Regions from separate parts of the Anas platyrhynchos genome. Here region 1 is linked to region 2. Evidence: chromatin contacts called from public Hi-C data. All regions are on one chromosome and are shown on one strand. The core of a region is the stretch at or near the end of the contact, and the rest is flanking DNA. Distances in the headings are between cores, read along the strand shown. Region 1 has its middle 14 kb from the start of NFILZ. Region 2 holds the start of AMH (anti-Mullerian hormone).

What was found. A called contact is a pair of places that touch in the nucleus more often than the background predicts.
Region 1: a Hi-C map of skeletal muscle shows a contact between it and region 2, with 3 times the contacts expected there. The contact joins the enhancer-like site here to the promoter of AMH in region 2. A contact is called at or near these places in 2 of 8 Hi-C or Micro-C datasets (skeletal muscle and subcutaneous adipose tissue).

What each region holds. Positions count from the first base shown.
Region 1 is chr29:5,380,443-5,386,026 of IASCAAS_PekinDuck_T2T, forward strand. No RefSeq gene overlaps it. Among named protein-coding and RNA genes, the nearest start is that of NFILZ, 14 kb to the left of the region's middle. Within about 2 kb of position 2,844, at least 3 of the 8 cell types and tissues checked have an H3K27ac peak or open chromatin away from gene starts, as enhancers often do.
Region 2 is chr29:5,139,764-5,145,273 of IASCAAS_PekinDuck_T2T, forward strand. It overlaps AMH (anti-Mullerian hormone), which reads left to right and starts at 4,086. Exons shown (of 5, transcript NM_001310362.1): 1 at 4,086-4,704; 2 at 5,299-5,477. The coding sequence starts at 4,095. It overlaps SF3A2 (splicing factor 3a subunit 2), which reads left to right. Exons shown (of 9, transcript XM_027472168.3): 7 at 1-4; 8 at 512-580; 9 at 1,229-1,711. The coding sequence ends at 1,561.

The DNA of each region.
Region 1 (5,584 bases), core at 1,594-4,093, 240 kb after region 2:
GATCCAATATCTATCTTTCTGTGTCTGGTTTTTAACCAATTTACAGTCCATAGAACACTTTTTCCATCCTTGTTTCACTTTGTATCAGTTGAAGCACAAACACACAAAGCACCTTTTCCACTGATTGTACGATATGGTTTATCTTCTACTAATCATTGCAACTTTTTTTTCCATAACCTATTGGTTTTCTTTTTTAAAGTGTTTGTGTATCTCCTAGTTAAATGTTATATCAAAGTGTCTGTAACAAGACAGTATATTTTGTGATTCCTGTAGTTATTGACACAAATATTCATTTTCATTTTTGAAGGTAAGGTTTGCATAGACACACACAATAAATCATTTTATTACCCTTACCATAGAGTCTGTGTAATATAAGAACATGCACAGGAGGGGTACCAAAGCATCCTAGTTTATGAAATCTTTACACAATGTATTTTTATACACGTTTGGACATAGATTGGTGAAGACTGTAACATTATTGAACAGTTGTGCTGATGGAGGTGTTATGCTTAAACCTGCTATCAGAGCTGAGAAAGAACCAAGCCTGTGATCCTTGCTGTAAACCATTAGTTAGGTCAGTTTGTTTATGAGCCTTTCCTGTTAGAGCCTGCCCTTGCTGGCATTTCCCACCTATGTACTTGCTGTGCTTCTTGCTTGCAAATAAAATCATTGTTTTCAGTAAGACCTGCTACAACAGAATGTACTGTGTTCAAACTGCAAATGACTGAGGCAAATTCACAAAGAATTTGGTTAACTGTGCATTTCTGGAAAGCACTGAAAGCACTGGGGAACAAAAAAAGACAGAGAGAGCCTTAATAGGCAGAGGTAGATGTCCACATATTTCTCTATGCCTAGTGAGGATTTCCTACTCACTTTAGGTCCAGGGTTCTTGACTGATTGTCATTCCTGCTTGTTTCCCAAAATTCCCTTATGCAAAGCTAAAATCAGTTTCTTATGTTTGTTGAGAATGGCACGGCACGCTGATGCTGTAGATCTGGGGATGAAGATGATTCTCCATTGTCTGTTACCACATCCCTATTTACACCATGCCAAAGGATGTGGCAACTGCTATATCTCTGACATGACCATGCTTTACACCCACATTATACTCTTTTGCCTCGGGAGTAAATGACTTGAGTTGGAAGGAAATTTTCCTACAGAAGAGTTTTCCATCTGAAAATGCTGATTAGACTGAATTGAAATGTTCTGTGGAAAGGTTTTGATTCCATCAAAGCTTTTGGTGGAAACAAAGCAAGCTTTGTGCAGGCTGTCTGACGGGCCGAAACTGCCTTGACTTATGCCAGCTTACCCATCTACTCGGGGCTTTCTGGCTCTGTGGCCACAAGATTTCCCGGCCACCTGCCCGGTGGACGCCAAGACACTGGTTAGGTGCCGGTTTTTGTAGCGCTGCCTGCATGGGTGCGGCTCTGTGACCACACACTCTTCAACTCCCTGAGTCAGGGATTTTGATTTTGAAAGTCTCTTTTGATTCCTTCCTTGTTTTTTTTTGTTTGTTTTTTTTTTGATTTTTCATCCCACTGAAAATGGCCATGCCTTATTTCACCTTTCAGACTTATTGTCAGGAGCACACGTTTTATGCACTAGAAGGTGGTGTCCATTTGTTTCTGCTGGTAATATGATTTCCAGCTCCAGGATCAAACTCTGAAAACACAGCAGGGGATGTGTTTTTTCTTCCCCGTTTTGCACTGCCTGCTCACAACTGCCACCTGCGGTTTGACCATGGCAGTCACACTTGGGTCACTGCATTAAAATTGCTCTGCACTTACAGACTTTAGACAGAGCACAAAGCACAAGCTTTAGGAAGAGTGCAGGAGTGTTTGGGAGGACAGAACACAACCACTTCGATTAGTTTATTAGAAGGCTGTGAATAATAGCAGAAGCCAAGCTGCTGGGCCTGCAGTGGGTGGTTTTGTTCTCGAAAAGGGGCCACAGCACAGCCTCATCTAGCTGCAGTCCCTCAGGCCACAAGGTGCTCAGGCTTTGACCTAGGGCAGGCATCACAGAGAAGAAGAGATCTGCATCCCATGGAGGCCAGCACACAGCTTCCCTCAGCAGCTCTCATTTTTCTGCCACCACCATCAGGTTTTCCAGAGAGTACTGCCCTTGTTGGCCTTCACACAGCTGGGATGTGCTGAATGGACCTACACAGAGAGTGCAGGCGAACCTATATTTTATCCTCTTTCAACGTTTTTGACAAAACCTGATAAAAAAAAAAAAAAAAAAAAAAAAAAAAAAAAAAAAAAAGGAAGTGGGAGGGGACAGAAATGGGTCAGGATCAAATACCATTTTATTTTTTAAAGCTCCCAGCTCCCCTCTGGTGCTATTTTTCTTCTGTTGTCCAGACAATGCAGCAGACAGCCCTATGCCCCAGCCAGGCTACCAAAGAAGATAAGCAGTCCCTTTTCAGCAATGGCAACTACAAACTGGCTGGGTACTTAATTGATTAATTTAAATGGAAAATGTATTTAACAAAGAATTCTGTTATTTAACCTTTCAACACCTTATTTTCTCTGAACCATGATTTCTTTGTTCTGTGCAAGGCAGCTTCAGCCTGTCCCAGAGCTACAAGTGGAAGCAGGGTGCAGAGGTCACAGACAGGGAGGGTCTGCGAGTTGAGGACAGGGAGAATGGGAACTAAGCAGACCTCAGATCAAGAGTCAGATTTCTTGGTGCCCGTAAGTCCTCCAGGCTTTGTGAAGCAGGCCCTGAAACTGCCATCCCAGCAGAGCAGCAGCCTCAAAGAGACCTTGTGAGCAGCAGTGGAAATGCCAGCCACTGCAGCCTGATCTGCCTGCAGAAATCAAACAGCACAACATCTTACACTGACCAAAGCCAGTCGCGTAAGGCCACTACAGGCTGCCCAGAGAATTAGCTGCCAAAACCACCTGTCACTGCTTGTGCTGTTTTCTGGCAGAGGGATGAAAATAACCTCTGTTCATGACATGGAGAGTGCCTCATGCCCCTACGCTGCCTGGCTCTGTGCTGCTGCTTCCTTCAGCCAGGCAGGCAGCGTCCCACTGCGTATCTGCACACTGTAGGCGTGCTCCCGTCCTGCGTGGGATCGTATGAAGCCAGAAGATGAGCAATGCTGAATTTCCTACCGCTCCCCAACAGCCTCTCAGGCAGCACCAGCACCTCACTTGTTTTCAAAGATTCCTCTTACTGATCAAAAAAAACACCCATGAAGATGTGTTTACAGATTGCCCTGCCAGCAGTCTATCTGACTTCTATCTGACAGGCAAAACCAAGTTAACATTAAAAAAATTAGAGGCAAAACAAAGACAATACCCTTTGACAGTCCAGGTCTTACCTGTCCTACCAGATTCCTTGACAGCAAAATAAGTAATTTCGTCCTGCTGTAAAAATATAGTTTCTTTTCCTGAGGACTTGGACACATTGTTAATACCTAAAACAGAATGCCAGCCCCATCACTTGCATTCCTCTTGTCAGTGAAGAAGATAATTTTCATTTAGTTTTGCATTTTTCAGCGCTTTGCACATCCTTTTTTCTTCATGTGCAACAGGTTAGCTACTTCTGTTCTACTGTGTATTGATGCATGTGATGGTACTCTGTGCTGGGGATTGTTCAGTGTCTCTGAACCAAGAAGGCCTTTGATCATAAAAAGAAGACATCATCTGGAGATGAAAGTGTGAAAACAGACAAGGTGGATGGGAGCTTTCCTTATGGGCCCCTGTGCAAACACTGGCAAGACATATCCTTCCTTTGTTTCACTTGCCTCTGCTGTAACTAGAAACAAGTGGATTTCCTACCAGGGAGGGAGGGAAGGGGAGAGTGTAGGAGCAGTCATTCACCTGACTTTTAGTGAGAAATCCATCATTCCAAGATGTATTTTACCAGGGCAGAACAAAAGCATTCTGTAACTTCATGGCTGCCAGACATTTTGGAACAAGGAGGGTGATGAGGGTGAGTAGGCCCGTGCCCTTGCAGTGTCTCCAAATTGCCAACAGCCAGAGCCATCCAGAAGGGCTGAGATCTTGCAAAAACAAACTGCAATTTCCCCCAAACTGGATCAAATCCGAGTGCTTCAGTCATGCAGCTCAGCAAGGGCAGCACAGAGGCAGCTGCCACGGTGCTCTTCCCAGGGCTGCTCCCCTCTCTGTGCAGTGTTTCTGGTTCAGCCATTTGTGCTATACAGAAATGCCTGCAGCTGCTTTGTGTGGGCAGAAAGCAGCCAAACCCAAAGAATTTCACTGCTGGCCAAGCTCACAACAGAGGGGACAGCCCCAGGCAATGCTGAACTGTGCCCTGAGCAGACACACTGACAGCACTTCTTGGGGAGAGATGGGAAAGAACCCTGGCTTCGAATATATATTTTGCCTTGGTTCAGTAAATTACTGAGGGGTGAGACAGAAAGGTCGATGAGCACACAGCTGTGTTAGTCACATAGCTGCTATGCTACTGAACAAAATGAAAATGCCTATGTAGCTGAAAGAGATAGAAAGGTGAGTGTGCGCTTGTGATATCATGGTGCAATTGATAAATAGTCATGTACTGGTGATAAGATAGGCTTGCTGGTGATAAGATAGGTTGGAATGTGATAGATCTGCATTGGCAATCTGATAGATTGTTACATAGTGTTGATCAGACGGGACTACTGATAGTTTCTCATGTCCCCTGTTATCACTGTGGGTGTTAAAGTTAGATGTTCAGCTTTTCCCTTGCAAGATGGAGAATGTGTAAGTTAGAAGAGCTTTAACATTTATGTAAAACCTAGGAAAATAATGGTGACTAAGAGTAGGAGTAAAGGAGAAAAAAGTGTGCAAGAAAAGAGAGGATTTGAGGGAATTAATAGAACAGAATTGACCACAGAGCACTGAACTCATTCTGTGCTAACTGCAGCCTCTGTCATTATCTTATCAGCGACTCTTGCTCAAACAACCAGTGCCTCTGAGATTCGTCAGTGAACTGCCTGGAATGTCCTGCAGACTGTTTCAGTATTTGGACCTGCCTGCAGTGGGCGAGGAGAGAGGACGGAGCTGGATGTATCCATGCTGTGGGTGGGGAAGAAGAGCGGCTGTCCATGGCTGCAGGGTAAGTGCGCTGTGCCTGGATCCTACTGAGCCTGCTGGCACTTCTGGTGCCCAGAAGGAAGGCAGTGCCTGAAGTCACAGCGGATTCCCCCAGGAACTGTCAGACCCTGTGCATGCCAAAAGGATGAGTCACAGAAAGAGCTGAGTCACAAAGTCCTCTGACCACAGGTCCTGCTCATCTCACTCCCTTTTTCCCCCACAGCAAGTCCTGACGCTTTGCGATGCTCTTGGAACAGACAGAGCACACCCACAGCACATCAAACCTTTTTTTCCAGCAAAACAGCCACTTTCTCTGGAAGGAAAACATGACATAGGAGGTAATTTCTTTCCTACCTCTGCCACTAACTCACTGTACAAACACGACCAAGACCAAGCCACTTTCTCTTCTGATGCCTCTATTTTACCCTCTGTTAGTAAAGAGAAGTCGTCCAGAGTTCTCAAGCATACAGGGCAAGCTAATGGGCTTGAGAAAGAAAATGCCTTGATGGGTAAATAGCTGCTGTCACTGGAGG
Region 2 (5,510 bases), core at 2,836-5,335:
CAAGGTAAGGTTTGGGATTGACTGATTATAGAGTTCCCTTCCCATATTTTCCAAGACATTAATTCCCTGTGATTGTCGTTATAGACTTGTACTGTTCTGGCCTTTGGGGAGGTTAATGGAGTGGAAAGGAGGGTCAAGAAGACGTGGCTGGAAGTTGTTAAACTCTGCTGAGAATTAGTGGAGGACTCTGGCATGAAAACTCGGTTCTGTGTTGAGCTCTGGGGAGCCGTTGAATTCTTGGTGTCTGGCACAGGAAGGAGCCTTCTGGGCTTCGCTTCTCATCCTTTGTGCAGATGTTAAGGGAGGTTTTTTTGCCAGCATACTTATCCTTGACCGATAGGGAAGTAACTTAATTCTTTCCTGCCCCCATCTCTATCTAATAACATCCGAGATGAGCACATCTCACAAGGCCTGGAATAGCTGTGCTTATCTTGCAGGCTCTAAAGCTAAAAAGGACCACTGAGCTAATCTGGTGGTGCTAATAATAGCTCCTTATTCTTTTTTGTTGCAGGTGCCAAGCAGAGAAATCGACAAAGCAGAAGGAAAGTTTTGGACGCACTGGAACAGGGAAACCAAACAGGTAGCTGGAGCATTGCAGCATCTTTCTTGAGGGTTGAAGAGGGAAAGGAGGGCTGAGCAGCCTGTGGGGACAGGCAGTGCAGGGAGAGCACACATCAGTTATGTCCATTTTGGCTTTGATGCTAAAGTCTTCACTCGTTCAGTGCAACTATGTAGTGATTCCTCCTGACAGAATGATCTTCCTCTGTTCTTTGTGAAAGTTTAATCAGAGAGGCAGAATCTTCAGAGTGAAACTTGCTGTCAGCAGCAGCAGAACAGTGCATAAATACACAACGCTGCGTCCTCCATGTGGGCTGCTCAGTGCAGGCTTCCCGTGCAGTTGTCTGTGATGGTATGGACATGCTCACTAGCTGTTGTGTGGGAGGACAGGGGATGAGTGCACGCTGGGGGATCCTGACCCCATCACATAAAGCTGAGCACTTGGAACAAGTTTTGTAGGAGTTCAGGTACCGGGCAGGTTTGGTGCAAGTCCATGAACATTAAGTAGAAAGCCAGCCGTGATCGGTGACACAGTTCAGGAGAGAACTGCACTTTGCTCCTGGAGGCCATGAGTGTGGACAGAGCAGCTGTTGTGTGATGGCACAGTGTTGTCTTGAGCGTTAATTGTTCCCTTCTCTTTGTTTTTCTCCCTCTCCCTTCCCCTCCCCAGTTCTTCCTTCAATTCCACTTCAAAATGGAGAAGCCCCCAGCTCCTCCGAACCTCCCTCCAGGCCCTCCGACCGTGAAGCGGCCTCCTCCGCCTCCGCTGATGAACGGCTTGCCCCCACGGCCACCTCTGCCGGACTCCATGCCACCTCCTCCTCCGGGAGGCATGACTCTGCCTCCTATGCCTCCCTCTGGACCGGTGCCACCACCTCCAGTGCCACCTCAGTTGCCACCAGCACCTGGTGTACCTCCCCCTGCTCCTCTGCCCCCCATGATGAGACCTCCTCTCCCCACGGAGGGGCCAGGCACTATCCCTCCTCCACCTCCATCCAACTGAAGCCCCTCTGGGACTTGGTCCCACTGGACTCCTCTGCCTCATACCTTTTTATATGCAGGTTACAATTGAGTCAGATAAACTTTTGTTTTGTATGCCTGTGATTTTGAGTAAATCCTGTAGGTTCATTAAAAGATTTTCAATTTTCCGTTCTCTATGTCTTCCTGTGTATTAGTTAAAAATGTTGCTGTGTGTTCAGTTTCTTTAGCCCTTAAATGTATAAAATGTTCCCAGTCTGGTTATATTTTGGAAGTTATCCAAGAGGAGACAAAGGGCTGGAAATCTCTAGGCACCTCGCCTTCAGTCAGCTACTTCTGATTGAAGTAGTTGCATCGACCTCAGCTCAGCTGTGCTAGCTTAACACATTTCCCCACCATAGACTGCTTGATGTGTATCATAAATTACTGCCAGTTAATCAGTTGCTATTCAACTGAAGTCCTTTATGAAGCAGTTCATCTGGTGATTGGAGACTTGTCATAGACACACTTAAAGGGTTTTATTACTGCATTGCCAGTAATCCCGTTGGTGGGCAGAATGGAGGGCCAGCAAAATTTTCTACATGCAATTTTTCGTCTTCCTGCCGAATTGCAGTTACAAGCATTACATTGCGTTGCTCATGCTGAATCCAGAAACATTTCTCCTCCAGGCACTGGAGCACGGTACAGGAGCTCAGGTGTTGCCAGCTAGAACCATAGGAATATGTCTCCTAAGGAAATCGGTTTGGACTGCTTGTCAGGGGTCCTTGAGAAGCCCTAGACAAGGTTTCATTGGTGATTTTAAAAAAGACAATCCTTCCCCAAAGTGCAGCTGTCTAGCTCCTGCTTGTTAGACTGTTTATGCCAAATGGGGGTTCACAAACAAAGCATTGGTGCTCTCGTGTTTGACAATGGTAAAGGATTTCTGGGAATGTTTAGTCGGAAGAAATTACCAAAACTGCAGTTACATTAAGTCCAGGTTTGTTATTGTATTTCACTAAATGCTGTTTGTATCATTGTGAAGCACCTGCTGTCATTAAATATTTTTTTATTGTGCATGTCCTCCCACTAGCAGATTAATTTTGGCAAGCTTTTATTTCCTCTGTGGTTTTATTTATACTACATGTTTCCTTCAAGCAATCACTCGGTTCAGATTAAAAACAGAAAATGCTCTAAGCTTTCTCCTCTCTGTCCTTTGCAGGATTCCCTTCCCCAGACGGGCGTTCCAGCAGGCGGGTGATAGCAGGGCCTCGGCGGGTGCAGGGTGAGAGCACCAGGCTTGTGTTGGCTCTGTCGGTGCCCGTCTCTTTCCACAGGCTGCCCGGGGAGGCTGAGCTCGTGTCCTGCACCTGCTGTGTGCCTGATGGGTGGAAGGAGGCCAGGTCTTCGCCTCTTCTGCTGGCCGGATGCAGATCCTACTGTGTGCCCGGCAGACATGAGAGCCAGGCAGAGCGTGTCCAGCTTCCACCTGCTTTATTGCAGCGCCGGGAGCACTTTTTCTCAATCTGAGCTGGCCCAGTGCCTGGGATGACTTGTGTGAGCCTTCTCTCTGCCAGGTTCCTGTCCTTTGTCTCTGCTCCCATAGAAGAGAGGTCTGTGCTCACAAGGCCTTTGGTCTGTTGCCCTTTGTCCCTGTCTGGCTCGGGCGTGCAGTCAGTCAGGGTCAGCCCACTAATGATGTGCTGGAGCAATATCCCAAGCTTCAAACTGCAGCAGTCCTGAGAGCCCAGAGAAAGGTCTGACTGTGTTGGGAATGTTTTGCAGGTACATTGTGGCTGAGGAGATAACCTCTGGGAGGGCGGAGGTTTATTTGGAATGTGTTAGGTGGTATTAGTAATTCCAAGTGAGCACTGGTATCAAACAGAAGTCTTTATAACACAGGCATTATGAGACTTTCCAAGACCTGATCTATTAAAGCCTGCAGTATTAAAATTCACTGGGCTGCTGCTGCACCCTGTGAGATTCTCCCTCACACGTCCTGGGAGCTTTGAGATGCAACCCAGTGCTCAGATGTGTTAAGAGCCTCTGCAAGGCGGCCCCTACACCACGGTACAGGAGGTACCAGCCAAGGGGGAGGCTTTCCAGCAAAGAGGGAGCTTTCTATACATTTACTTAGTTTCTTCCCATTATCTGTCTTTATCCCCTTCCTCCAAGTCTAGCCAATTCTTGCCTCCTGGTGTTTCACTGCCAACAGGAGTAGTATGTGCCAGTCCCCATGCAGATTCAAGTCTAGACTTCTACCCTCCTTTAAAAAACATCTGAAGTCAAGGACGTGCATCCCTACAAGTAGGAGAAACAGCTTTAATTTATTATTTTTTTTTTTACAATTTCAATACTGGATGCAAACCCAAAAATAGAACAGAAAAGTTTCTTTGAAATATCCCTCCCTCCTTTCCAGCATGACAGTATCCGAGTTTCTCAAGGGAGGTGTGTTGTGCATTGTCAACTCAAGGCCATCAGCTTTTAAAAGGGAGATGCCGTCCTCCCCTTCCGCACAAATGTTTTGGGAGATGCGTTTGAGCGGCTCAAACGACTGCGTTTGGCATAGCTGAAGCAGGAACATGAAGCCTGCTCTTGGGGTACTTTTGCCGTGCCTGGCGCTGTTGCTCCCCTCTGCAGCGCTGCCAAGAAAAGGGAGCCCAGGGGAAAGGGTCTTCCCTGCTGGCACACCGGAGCTGAGCCTCTCGGAGGAGCTGGGACTTGAAGCAGAAGAGAGAAAAAGAGAAAATGCAAGCGTGCAGGCCAGAGCGGGACCCAGCTCATTGGTGAGATCGAAGAGGACCGCTGCTACTCGCCTCTTCTCCAAGACAGAGCCAGCAGCAGGGTGCCTGCAGGGGATGCCTGCGGATGGGGGCATCGGCTGGGCTGGCTCCAGCCTCCACCCCTGGCCTCTGGGGGGGCTGGAGGGCCCGGTGTGCAGGATGAAGATGGACCAGGACCAGGACGGGGTCCCGCCGAGCCACCTGGAAGTCATGGGTGTTCTCACCCACTATGAAAGCGGCTTCATCAAGCGGCTGAGGCAGCGCACTGGCTGGGACCGGAGCGACCTCACAACCTTTGGGCTGTGCCCGTCAGAGGACACGGGTGCTGCGCTCCGGCCCCTGCAGCGTATCCAGGAGCACCTGGCGGAGCCGGGGCAGGACCGGTTCCTCGTCCTGCGCCTGGAGGAAGGTAAGTGCCAAACCCGGGCTGGGACAGTGCTCAGGTAGGCAAATGCTACTTCTGGGCCTAAGTCAGAGATGCCAATGAAGAATTAAATTTGCAGGGCTGGATGTGCCTTAAAATTAGTTAAGCAGTAAAATAGGATGTCTTCCCATATTCTATTTAAGAAGCTGTGTCTTTCATGGAGATGACAGCTTGTATGCATCAATGAGTCCTCGCTTGTGACTGATGCCCCAGTGCCACAGCATTGGTGGCTTCTGTACTGCTCGTGATCATTTTGGTTATAGGAGTGTTCCTCTCTTTCTGTCTTGATCACTGGGATTCAGACCCAGTACCAATTCTGTCTGACAGGGAAAAGAGAAGAGACAGACAAGTAGACCTGAGTGGTCCTCGGAGGGTCCACAGCAAGGGGGCCTTGCTGCTTTCAGTCATCTAAAGCACAAGCAATTTGCAGCATCCTTCCACCCTCCAGCTCCTGTTCCTGGTGCTCTGAGTGCCCTGCAGGAGCAGTGCCCGGCCCCAAAGCCCCTTCCTCGCCCGCTCCCCGCCCAGTGCACTGCGTGCCCACAGGTTGTTTCACCCCCTTTTTGTTTTCCTTTGCAGTGAAGTGGGAAGCCCAGGCAAGGCTGTGGTTTAAGCTGGCTTTCCAGGCGGAGGTGGGGCGGTCACTGGGTGAGCTGCAGTTTGCCCTGCTGCTCTTCTACCTGGGCAGCCGAGCAGGGAGAGGCGCTGGGAGCCACGAGGAGCTGCTGGCCACGGGCACAGGGCTGGCGCAGGAGCAGGTGGGTGGCCGTGCCGAGCCCCGCGGGGCCTGG